3 separate regions of the Mus musculus genome follow, and all the other regions are linked to region 1. Evidence: chromatin contacts called from public Hi-C and promoter capture Hi-C data. All regions are on one chromosome and are shown on one strand. Each heading gives the region's core, a stretch centred on a gene start, on an enhancer-like site or on the middle of the called end of the contact. The rest is flanking DNA. Distances are from core to core; before and after follow the strand shown.

Evidence for each region. Promoter capture Hi-C pulls out the DNA fragments that hold promoters and counts their contacts. Hi-C and Micro-C count contacts between places; a contact is called where the count stands out from the background.
Region 2: a contact with region 1 is called in a promoter capture Hi-C map of pre-B cells, with 3 times the contacts expected there. The contact joins the promoter of Bcat1 here to the promoter of Bhlhe41 in region 1. A contact is called at or near these places in 1 of 39 promoter capture datasets (pre-B cells) and 1 of 115 datasets of contacts at active chromatin or transcription factors (large pre-B cells).
Region 3: a contact with region 1 is called in a Hi-C map of B cells, with 8 read pairs. The contact joins the enhancer-like site here to the promoter of Bhlhe41 in region 1. A contact is called at or near these places in 1 of 484 Hi-C or Micro-C datasets (B cells) and 1 of 9 other capture datasets (embryonic stem cells).

Annotation. Positions count from the first base shown.
Region 1 is chr6:145,863,758-145,866,978 of GRCm38.p6, reverse strand. Bhlhe41 (basic helix-loop-helix family, member e41) reads left to right here and starts at 1,559. Exons shown (of 5, transcript NM_024469.2): 1 at 1,559-1,773; 2 at 1,919-1,982; 3 at 2,296-2,403; 4 at 2,737-2,848. The coding sequence starts at 1,712.
Region 2 is chr6:145,074,651-145,077,871 of GRCm38.p6, reverse strand. It overlaps Bcat1 (branched chain aminotransferase 1, cytosolic), which reads left to right and starts at 1,715. Exons shown (of 11, transcript NM_007532.5): 1 at 1,715-1,983. The coding sequence starts at 1,978.
Region 3 is chr6:146,538,761-146,541,981 of GRCm38.p6, reverse strand. No RefSeq gene overlaps it. Among named protein-coding and RNA genes, the nearest start is that of Ints13, 37 kb to the left of the region's middle. Within about 2 kb of position 1,446, at least 3 of the 459 cell types and tissues checked have an H3K27ac peak or open chromatin away from gene starts, as enhancers often do. A contact at or near this core is called in B cells, where this site is marked.

The DNA of each region.
Region 1 (3,221 bases), core at 310-2,809:
GACAAGAGAGGGAGTAAGGGCTTAGAATAAAAATCCAAATCTGCATTTAAAAAAAATCACTTTCACTGTTATCATTAATTAATCGCCTGCTGCAAAACAAGCCCTGTCGTCCTACTCGAGGAACCAGGGAGGGTGCTGGAAAGGAACTCATCCCGGCAGCTCCGCCCAGGACTTGGGCTCCAGCGCCGCGCGGCTAGGCGGGGAGGAGGCTCCCGGCACGTGACCCGCTCCAGCCGCCCTGGCCCGCGACCCAGATCCGTCCCCGGAACCCAAGCGCCGCTGCCCTGGCCCTGCTGCGCTCCAGTGCGCGTGCATTTGGGGCCCAGGTTCCTTCTCGGTTCTCGTGCCGCTGGCGATAGCGAATGTCCGAGAGTGAACGTGATTGTCAATTCTGAGAAATTAGTGTAGGAGCAACCTGGGGTCTCCCTGCCCACGGGGATGGAATTCAGATTCTTATTTAGCTTGAGTTGTGGGGACACTGAGCACCTGGGGACGGCTGTCCCCAGCTGTGTGGACCGAGCTCCCGAGGACACGGGGCGCGCGCACGGCATCCCTGCGCGCTGATGTGGCAGCCGCCGCAGGTCGCATCACGTTGCCGGCCCTGTGCTGGTACCCGCTGGAGACAGGATTAAGGAGGGAGGCCGCGGAGGTGCCAGTAGTAAACGTGGGCTCGCCACACTCTCGGCGTGGCTTATCGCACGAGGGAGACGGGAGGCAGCACAGTGTCTCGCAGGCTGGGGCGGGCAGGACCCGGACTGCGTGGCTTTCCCGCAACAGTCCTTGCGTGCCTCCTGCCCTGTGCCACCCTTCCCCCTCCCTGCTCTCCCCCGGGAGCACCCGAGGCCCCAAACGTCATCTGCCTCTGTGTGATTAGTGTCACCGCAATTCCGGCTGCTGCGGGAAGTTTAGGTGGCCCGGGGACACTGTTGCCAGAACCACTTGGTATGCGACATTCTGAATCAGTGTCTACATTTTCACTGATCTTAAATCCGGGAAGCAAATTGCAAGTCACCCCCTTTTCAGGGTAGGTCTCCAGCCTGACCTAAAGGGTGTCTTTCTACCCGACCCTTCTTTCACCCCTGGCCAGTAAACAATGAGCAAAATCTCCGAATTTTCCTTCCCCGCTCAAGTTTAGCCACCACGAATTCGCGTTCTTTCTCTGGCCCAAACCAACAGCAATTGGTGGGAAAGCCAAAGGCCACGTCCTCGGTTCTGCACCGAGATGCTGGACGAGCCGGGGGAGCCCCTCGTCCCGCCCCGCCCCCGCGCCCTGCAGCGCCTCGGGGAAGACGAACGGCTCGCCGGGTGGCCGCTCCTTCCAGGTGGCCCCAATCAGGTGTCCCCGCCCCCTCCCGGCCCCTCCTCCCCGCCCCCCTCCGGGCTGGACCGCGGATGGTACGTTCCGCACGTGAGCTGGGTGCTGGTCTGGCCGGCGACGCGCGTGCCCTGTGGCCAAACACTGCCCGGAGTGAGAGCAAACTACCAGCGCAGTGCGTGTGTGCGCGCGGGTGTGCGCGCGCGGGTGTGCGAGAGGGCGAGCGAGCGAGCACGGGGCGGAGGGGCGGCCAACTGCTTCACACTTTCAATACTGCACTGAAGAGGGAGAGCGAGACAGCCTGGAGACGCACACATCCCCCCAAAATCTCTCCAGGCGACCGTCCCACAGATTACAGGACAGAAACCTCCAAATCGAAACGGACAGCCATTGAACATGGACGAAGGAATCCCTCATTTGCAAGAGAGACAGTTACTGGAACATAGGGATTTTATAGGGTAAGGTGTACGCACCGTTGCGAATATCTGTCTAGGCGTCGGTTTGGCTTTTTTTTTTTTAATCCCCTGCACAAAGTGATATGGAGCGGGTGAGGGCAGAGCCCCTCCCGGAATGGGGGCCTGATGCTGATTTCTGTTTTTGCAGACTGGACTATTCCTCTTTGTATATGTGTAAACCCAAAAGGAGCTTGAAGCGAGACGATACCAAGGTAAGTCTTAAGTTTCCCATAACCTGCCTGGATAGTTAATTAGGGCCATTGATTTCGCAAGGAAACTCTGCCCGCAAATATATTCCAGCCCTGAGCTTTCCTAACTGTGAATTTTAAGTGGCTTGCTGGATACTCCGGGGGATATTCAACACCGCACCTGAATTTAAATTGCATTTTAGAAGTCTAGAGGAGAGAGTTCTGGGCATTAGTTCATTACATAGTGTGTTTGGGGGTTGGGGTGGGAGGGTTCTATCCAGTAAGTGAATGAATGTTTAGCTCACTGCTGTATCTTTTCTCTGGCTCGTGTATGAAGGATACCTACAAGTTACCGCACAGATTAATAGAAAAGAAGAGACGAGACCGAATTAATGAATGCATTGCTCAGCTGAAAGATTTACTGCCCGAACATCTGAAATTGACAGTAAGATGCACATTTTCATTCTCCTGATGGACTCCGGGGTGTATTTACCTGATAAAATTCCCAGAGATAGGATAATAAATGTAAATATTAAGAGGCCTGCCTTCTAACTTGTGCTGTAACTAAGAGTTTCCCAGAGACTCAGAACAGGGGCTCCGGGCTAATGGCAGAGATCATTGACGACCTGACTGTGGGGAGCTGAGCAGCGCTTCCTTCCCAGTGGTGTGTGTGTGTGTGTGTGTGTGTGTGTGTGCCTGTCTTAAGTTGCTGGGCTGCGTGGAAATAAAAATGCGTGTTTTAAAGTAACCCCTGTCCCCCTTTGTCGCACCACTGCAGACACTGGGGCATTTGGAGAAAGCAGTAGTCTTGGAATTAACTTTAAAGCACTTGAAAGCGCTAACAGCCTTAACTGAGCAGCAGCATCAGAAGATAATTGCTTTACAGAATGGTAAGTGGGTCTGAGGAAGCCAGCCTGCCCTGATACAAAAGGGGGTAACGCTGGGGGCGCAACGCTAGGACTCCCCCGCTGCGTCCTCTCCTGGTGAACGTCGCCTCTTTCCCTTTGGTGGCAAGTACCCAGAGCATCCCAAAGGCTTCCCGCAGAGCTGGAGGAGCCCCGTTTTTATTTAAAGTGGCGGCTGCACCTCTTCAGTTGGGTTTTTCAGCCAGGAAGAGAGCGCCTCACCGCGCCACCCCCTCCTCTCTCGGCAGTCTGCGGATTATATCGCTGGAATGCCCAGGAAAAGCCGAGCTCACTGTAGGCAGCGCAGGGCCCACGTGATGAGCAGATGTCTTAACGCCGCGGTTTTTCTTCTCGCCTC
Region 2 (3,221 bases), core at 466-2,965, 790 kb after region 1:
GCAAGCACTCTAGTGCTTGAGCCATAGCCCAGACCTAGAAAATCTTAGACATCCAAGTTAGGAAGTCTTGCACTGATTCACCAGATTGGCCACCACATACCAGCTTCTTTTCAAACTGCACAATGTTTTCAAGGTTTGTCCATGGTATACACATAACTGCTTTTGTTGTTGTGGTGTGTGTGTGTGGACATGTGGACATGTGGTGTGAGCCTGTGGAGTGTATTTGTGTGAATGGTATGTGTGTGGTGCACATGTGTTGTATGTGTGTGGGGGGTGTGTGTATGTGGTATGTGTGTGGTGAACATGTGTTGTGTGTGTGTGTGTGGTATGTGTGTGGTGCACATGTGTTGTGTGTGTGTGTGTTGCTTCAGACTCGAGTTGCTGGGACTACAGGCAGGCAGCTCAACGCCTTGCTTCATTTCCTCTTACTGTGGATCAGTGCTCCATCGTATGAACAATAACCCAGGATGTCTACACTCACCACTTAAAGCCCACAGCGCTGCTTGAGTTAAAACCGATCTGGACTACAGTCTTCTGAAGGGAAGAAGTTGTTGCTGTTGTGCTGGGTGCAAAGATAACTCAGTACATTTGTCAGGATAATTCAGCTATTCATTGTTCACCTGGGCAGTTTCATTCCAAGCAGCAGAAAAGAAAAACAAGGGCTGCAGAGATGGCTCAGCAGTTAAGAGCACTGACTGCTCTCTCAGAGGTCCTGAGTTCAATTCCCAGCAACCACACGGTGGCTCACAACCATCTATGATGGGATCTGATGTCCTCTTCTGGTGCATCTGAAGACAGTGATGGTGAACTCACACATAAATAAGTCAGAAAAGAAAAATGAGAAGAAAGAAAACATTTTTAAAAAAATAAATAGGGCTGGCGAAATGGCTCAGTGGTTAAGAGTGCTGACTGCTCTTCCGAAGGTCCCGAGTTCAAATCCCAGCAACCACATGGTGCCTCACAACCATTCGTAACAAAATCTGATGCACTCTTCTGGAATATCTGAGGACAGCTACAGTGTACTTACATATAATAAATAAATCTAAAACAAACAAACAAACAAACAAAGGATACAGGCAAAACATGGTCGGGGAAAAGCCTATTCTCTCCTAGGGAGTTAAGAATGAAAATTTCACAGCAAAGCCTTCTGCTTAGATTTACTAAAAAGAAAGTTTTCAGATTTTCAGAGAGATCCTCTCCTCAACTGAAATCCCATCGGTGGGAGCCTTGCCTGAGGCTTGTGTGGACGCAGGAAGGAAGTTATCAGGTGGTGAGGACCATTTCACATTAAATTACTTCTGTATGTGCACATCAAAGGATGCAAACTAAGAGACGACTACAGAGCGTAGACCACAGACTGAGAGTGAGAGTTCCATCCAGGGCTCAGATGGTGGAAGGAGAGAACCGGCTCCTGCCAGTTGGCCCTTATCCACCACTGTCCCTGTCCATCTAGCCACCCGCTCCTATTCAAAATCTATTATATTTATTTAAATGTTATAAAAATTAGAGAGAAAAGGAGTTGGTAAGAGTGGTTGTATTTGAGAGTTGTCTGTGGGGTGTGGAGCGTGAGAGCGAGACGGAAAAACCCAAACTCTTCTTTATTATCCAAAATATACCTTAAAACTTCCCAGTTCTGAGACTAGATCCTAGTACAGCGTATGATTGGGGGAGGGACTGGGGAGGTAGCAAATGAATCAAAGACGCTTTCAGATTTGTCCTCCTCTGCTACCTCCCCTCCTGCGATACAAATCACTGGAGGGGATCAGTGTCTCCACCCTGGAGTGAGCCAGAGGTCGGACTGTAGCTCGCGGCTGAGCCAGTCGCTGCTGATGCAATCCGCAGCGGAGCGCGCCCAGCTCTCCATCTTCCGCGCTTGCCGACCGACCCTGAGCGCCACGTGTCACTGCACAGCCGCCTCCTCCAGAGGAGACTCACATTTGCACCCAGGAGCCGGAGCCACGACCCAAGCCACGAGAAATGAAGGTAAGCGTATTGCTGAAGTTCATGCTGGAATGCAGCTACTCACCCACCCGGAATATCTCGGACACTGGGTGGAGAGAGGAGGATGGAAGGACCAACTTGCTTTGTCCCCCGTCCTGGGCTACTAAGCGTGGGGATCTGGCCTCGTATCCACCCGCAGATGCTCCCGCTCCGGTTCTTGTCCTGGTTCTGTAAATGCGGTACCCAGATTTAGAGGATGCCACAGCGCCTCTCCTACATGCTCCCTAGGCGGGAAGAAGGACCGTATCGTTGCGTTTGAGCTGCCCAGAGATAGGGTTTGGCGAGGATGCTCGGACGCTCTTCTGGGTAGTTGTAATAGAAGGGGGAGGAGGACCCTCTTATCTGCCGAAAGCAGATCGCTTGTCTTTTAAGGTCCAGGTTCCAAGTGGAAGCTTCCGAGTTACGGACCACTCGAGCTTCAGGACCAGAGAGTGCAGGCGGTGAACTCTAATTATCATCTGAGATAGCTAGCCCAGAGGCCAGCCTGAGGCGTTTTAAGATATTTTCCAGAGCCAGAGCTCTGGCTGTCTGAAAAACTGCCAGATCTGAAAAGTTTCCTTTCCGAAGGGAAATGATGCTCTGTCGGCTGTGCAGTCACCTAGTCTCCCGCAAGGAATATTCGAGTAATAAAACGTGGGTTTCGGGGAGCTACAGAGCGGAGCCACGTTTCAGTTTCTGAGGAGGCGGAGGAAGTTAGACACTCAGACTGCTCAAGCCTAGCTGGAGGGAATCCACACGTCACGTCTCCATCCCCACTGTGCCGCCCTCGCTCCTAGCCCTGACAGATAGATAGATAGATAGATACCCTTTCTCTTTTTCTCTCTCTTTTTCTCTTTTCCTTTTTCTCGTTTTCTCATTTTCTCGTTTTCTAATTTTCTCGTTTTCTCTTCTCATCTCTCTCTCCTCTCCTTGCCTCCCCTCTCTTCTCTCCTTTTCTTTACATTCTTTACCTTATCTCACTAAATCATATGCCTTTATAATTTTATCCACATGCATTTAATGTATTCACTATCTCTCTTAATCATTTGTTCATTCTGTATATATCTACCTTAAAATATAAGTTCCTAGACTCCATAGATGGGCAGTCTGTGTATAGGGAAAAGCTGGAAGCCACAAGCCAGCTGAGCAAGGGGTTTAAATTCCCCAGCTGTGGTCCCCTTGGCAAGGCTCAAATCTGTATAACTAATGAAGGGGGCTAAGCCAAGATGGCTACTTACTGC
Region 3 (3,221 bases), core at 197-2,696, 680 kb before region 1:
CCTCCATCCATCCCTCACATCGCTGTAGAATCCTCCCTTCCTTCTGCCCTTGCCTTTGCTTGGCCTTCCCTGTTCTATATCTCCCACCCAGCCCAACATGAGTTCACTCACATGCAAGTGCTGCTCATTGGCCCTCTGTCACCACCTGCACTGCCTTCAGTATTGTCCCCAGTCATGGCTGAGTCCCCAGGAGCTGCTAGTATGATGGCTCCCACAGACCCTTAGTTACTATGGAGCTGTGCTCTAATGCCAAGCCCCAAGTCACATGAAAAATAACAACTGCCCAAGGTTTTCCTAGTCAAGGGAAGTAGGGAAGTAAAAAAAAAAAATACTCAGTTTTTATGCATTCTCCCAGGACTGCCATTCCATTTTTTTTTTCCCTTTCAAGACAGGGTCTCACTTTGTAGCACAGGCTGACCTCAAATTCTTGTCTTCCTAACTTTCCCTCCTGAGTGTGGGGATTTCACTTGCAAGGTTTTCAGATATAGTCATTATGAAAAAGACTTTGAGGATTTTTAGACCATGGGATCTGCTCACATCTCCAGCCTTGTTTTCATGTCACTTCCCAACCGTCCTTGTGGATCAGCAGGAGGAGGCTGCAGTAGCTTCCCAACACACCTTAGGGCCCTCAGTGTTTTATGCTTCTAGGAACCTGACATCTTCAACTTAAACATTCAGTATGCTGGGCTTGGTGACACACATTTGTAATCCCAGCACTGGAGAATCTGAGGCAGGAGATGAGTAGTGTGAATCCAGCCTGGGCTGCATGGTGAAACCCTGACTTTAAATAAATAAACATATATATAAAGTTAACTCAGCTTTTGCCAACACTACCTTCTTCTCAGATAGTGTTAAAACTGTGAATTAGGCCTCCAGAGCATGTTAATGGTACTGTGTTACACCTCCTATTTTGTATTCTTGTGTATCTTACTGATGTATTAACTGTCCACTCTGTCAGAGGCTTCTTCATACTAACTCCTGGACCAGAAACACAGTAAGCAGAACACACATTCTTATGAAAGAGACACTAAATAGAGAAATACAGAAAGAAAAAAAGGCCCCTGCAGTAATATATGTGGAAGTACTTTATAAATTGTGGGCTGCTGTTTGGGGCAATTGGCTGGCTCTGTAGTTTCATGACTACATTGAGATTGTTTCATAAGTTAAAGGTAGCTTTCTAGAGGACCTCTTCATCAGAATTTTAGACTGAGAGAAAACAGCAAATGACAGTTATCTCTGTATTTAAAAGTTACCTGAAGAAAGACTGGGAAGATGCAGTATCATGAGAACCTGGGTACGAGCCCCAGCAGCCATGTAAAAGCCAGGTGTGGCAGTGAGCAGTCCCCATGCTAGTGACCGAGACAGGAGGACCTCAAGGACTCACTGGCCAGCTCATTCAGCTGAAATGCCAATAAACTCTTGGCTCAGTAAGAAATATCTCAAAAAATAACACGAGACCTGGGTGTGGTGGCCATGCTCAGTCATGCAGTTCAAGGACAACCAAGACTACATAGAGAGAGCCTGTCTCAAAAAATAAATGTAAAAATTATGTGGACATGAGAGTATGACACCCAAAGCCAGCTTCCAGCATCCTCATACACAAATGCAATTGAGCATACCTGTGCATATATGCACATATGGAAGTAGGAGAGGGTCAGTGGAAGAGAGAAGAGAAGAGAATCATTGGGAGGGATTAATGATCATAGTACATCTGTATGAGGGTGTTGGATTCCCTGAAACGTGTTACAGATGGTTGAGAAATACCATATGGATGCTGGGAATTGAACCTAGGTCCTCTGAAAGAGCAGTAAGTGCTTTTAATCACTGAGCCATCTCTCCAGCCAGATCTCTCTCTCCCTCTCCCTCTCCCTCTCCCTCTCCCTCTCCCTCTCCCTCTCCCTCTCCCTCTCCCTCTCCTTCTCCCTCTCCCCCCTCTCTCTCCCTCCTTCCCTCCCTCTGTCCCTCTCTCTCTCTCTGCCTCTCTCTCCCTCTCCCCCATCTCTCTCTGTAGACCAGGCTGGCCTCAAACCCACAGAGATCTGTTCCCTAAGTGCTGGGATTAAAGGTGAGTACCACTACTACCCAGCTCATAATGTTTTAAGTAAATTTACAGTTTTGTATTGGGCATTCATAGCTATCGGGGCACACGTGGTTAGTGGGCCATGGATTGAACATGTCTGCTAGATATTAATGTGGCAGTTTTCCTTCCTTCCTTCCTTCCTTCCTTCCTTCCTTCCTTCCTTCCTTCCTTCCTTCCTCCCTCCCTCCCTCCCTCCCTCCCTCCCTCCCTCCCTCCCTCCCTCCCTTCCTTCCTTCCTTCCTTCCTTCCCTCTTCTCTATCTCTTTCTTTCTCCCTCTCTCTTCTTTCTCTTTCTTTCATGCTGAGGGTTGTCTCATGGATGCTAAGCAATCAGTCTAACCCTGAGCTACTATACAGTTTAGATTCAGTTTAGCTGAAGGAGATAAGAACTTGGTTTATTTTTTGAGACAGGCTTTCTCTGTGTAGCCTTGGCTATCCTGGAACTCCCTCTGTAAAAGAGGCAGGCCTGCCCTGCCTGCTGAGTGCTAGGATTAAAGGTTTACACTACCACTGCCAGATGAGATAAGACGTTTTTTTTTTTAAAGATTTATTTATTTATTATATATAAGTACACTGTAGCTGTCTTCAGACACACCAGAAGAGGGCGTCAGATCTCGTTACGGATGGTTGTGAGCCACCATGTGGTTGCTGGGATTTGAACTCCGGACCTTTGGAAGAGCAGTCGGGTGCTCTTACCCACTGAGCCATCTCACCAGCCCAGATAAGAAGTTTTTACAAACCAAATGGGACTGTGGCTCTAAATAGTTCCCTTAGAATTTCAGGGAGCATTGCCCTTGGAGCATGATCTCTAGCGGTCTACATAGCAAGGTCAGGCCAGTCTACAGAGTAAGACCTTATCTCAAAAACCAAAACAACAACAGCAGCAACAAAACAGCAAAAACAAGCCAAGAGACCTGTCACACTGTCTACTGTGTCCTCCAGATCAAAGTGGCATCGTCCTCCTATGCATAAGGCTCAGCACCACACAAACTCCAAACAAAAGCAGTAACTGCTTGACTTACTGCAGACTGCTGGCAGACAGCCCTACTGTGTGTAAGAAGCAGTGAGCTGGACACGGATCCTCTGGAGAGGATGCATGGCCAGTGAGGGCCTCAGCAGGCCGTCTGGAATGTTGGCCAGA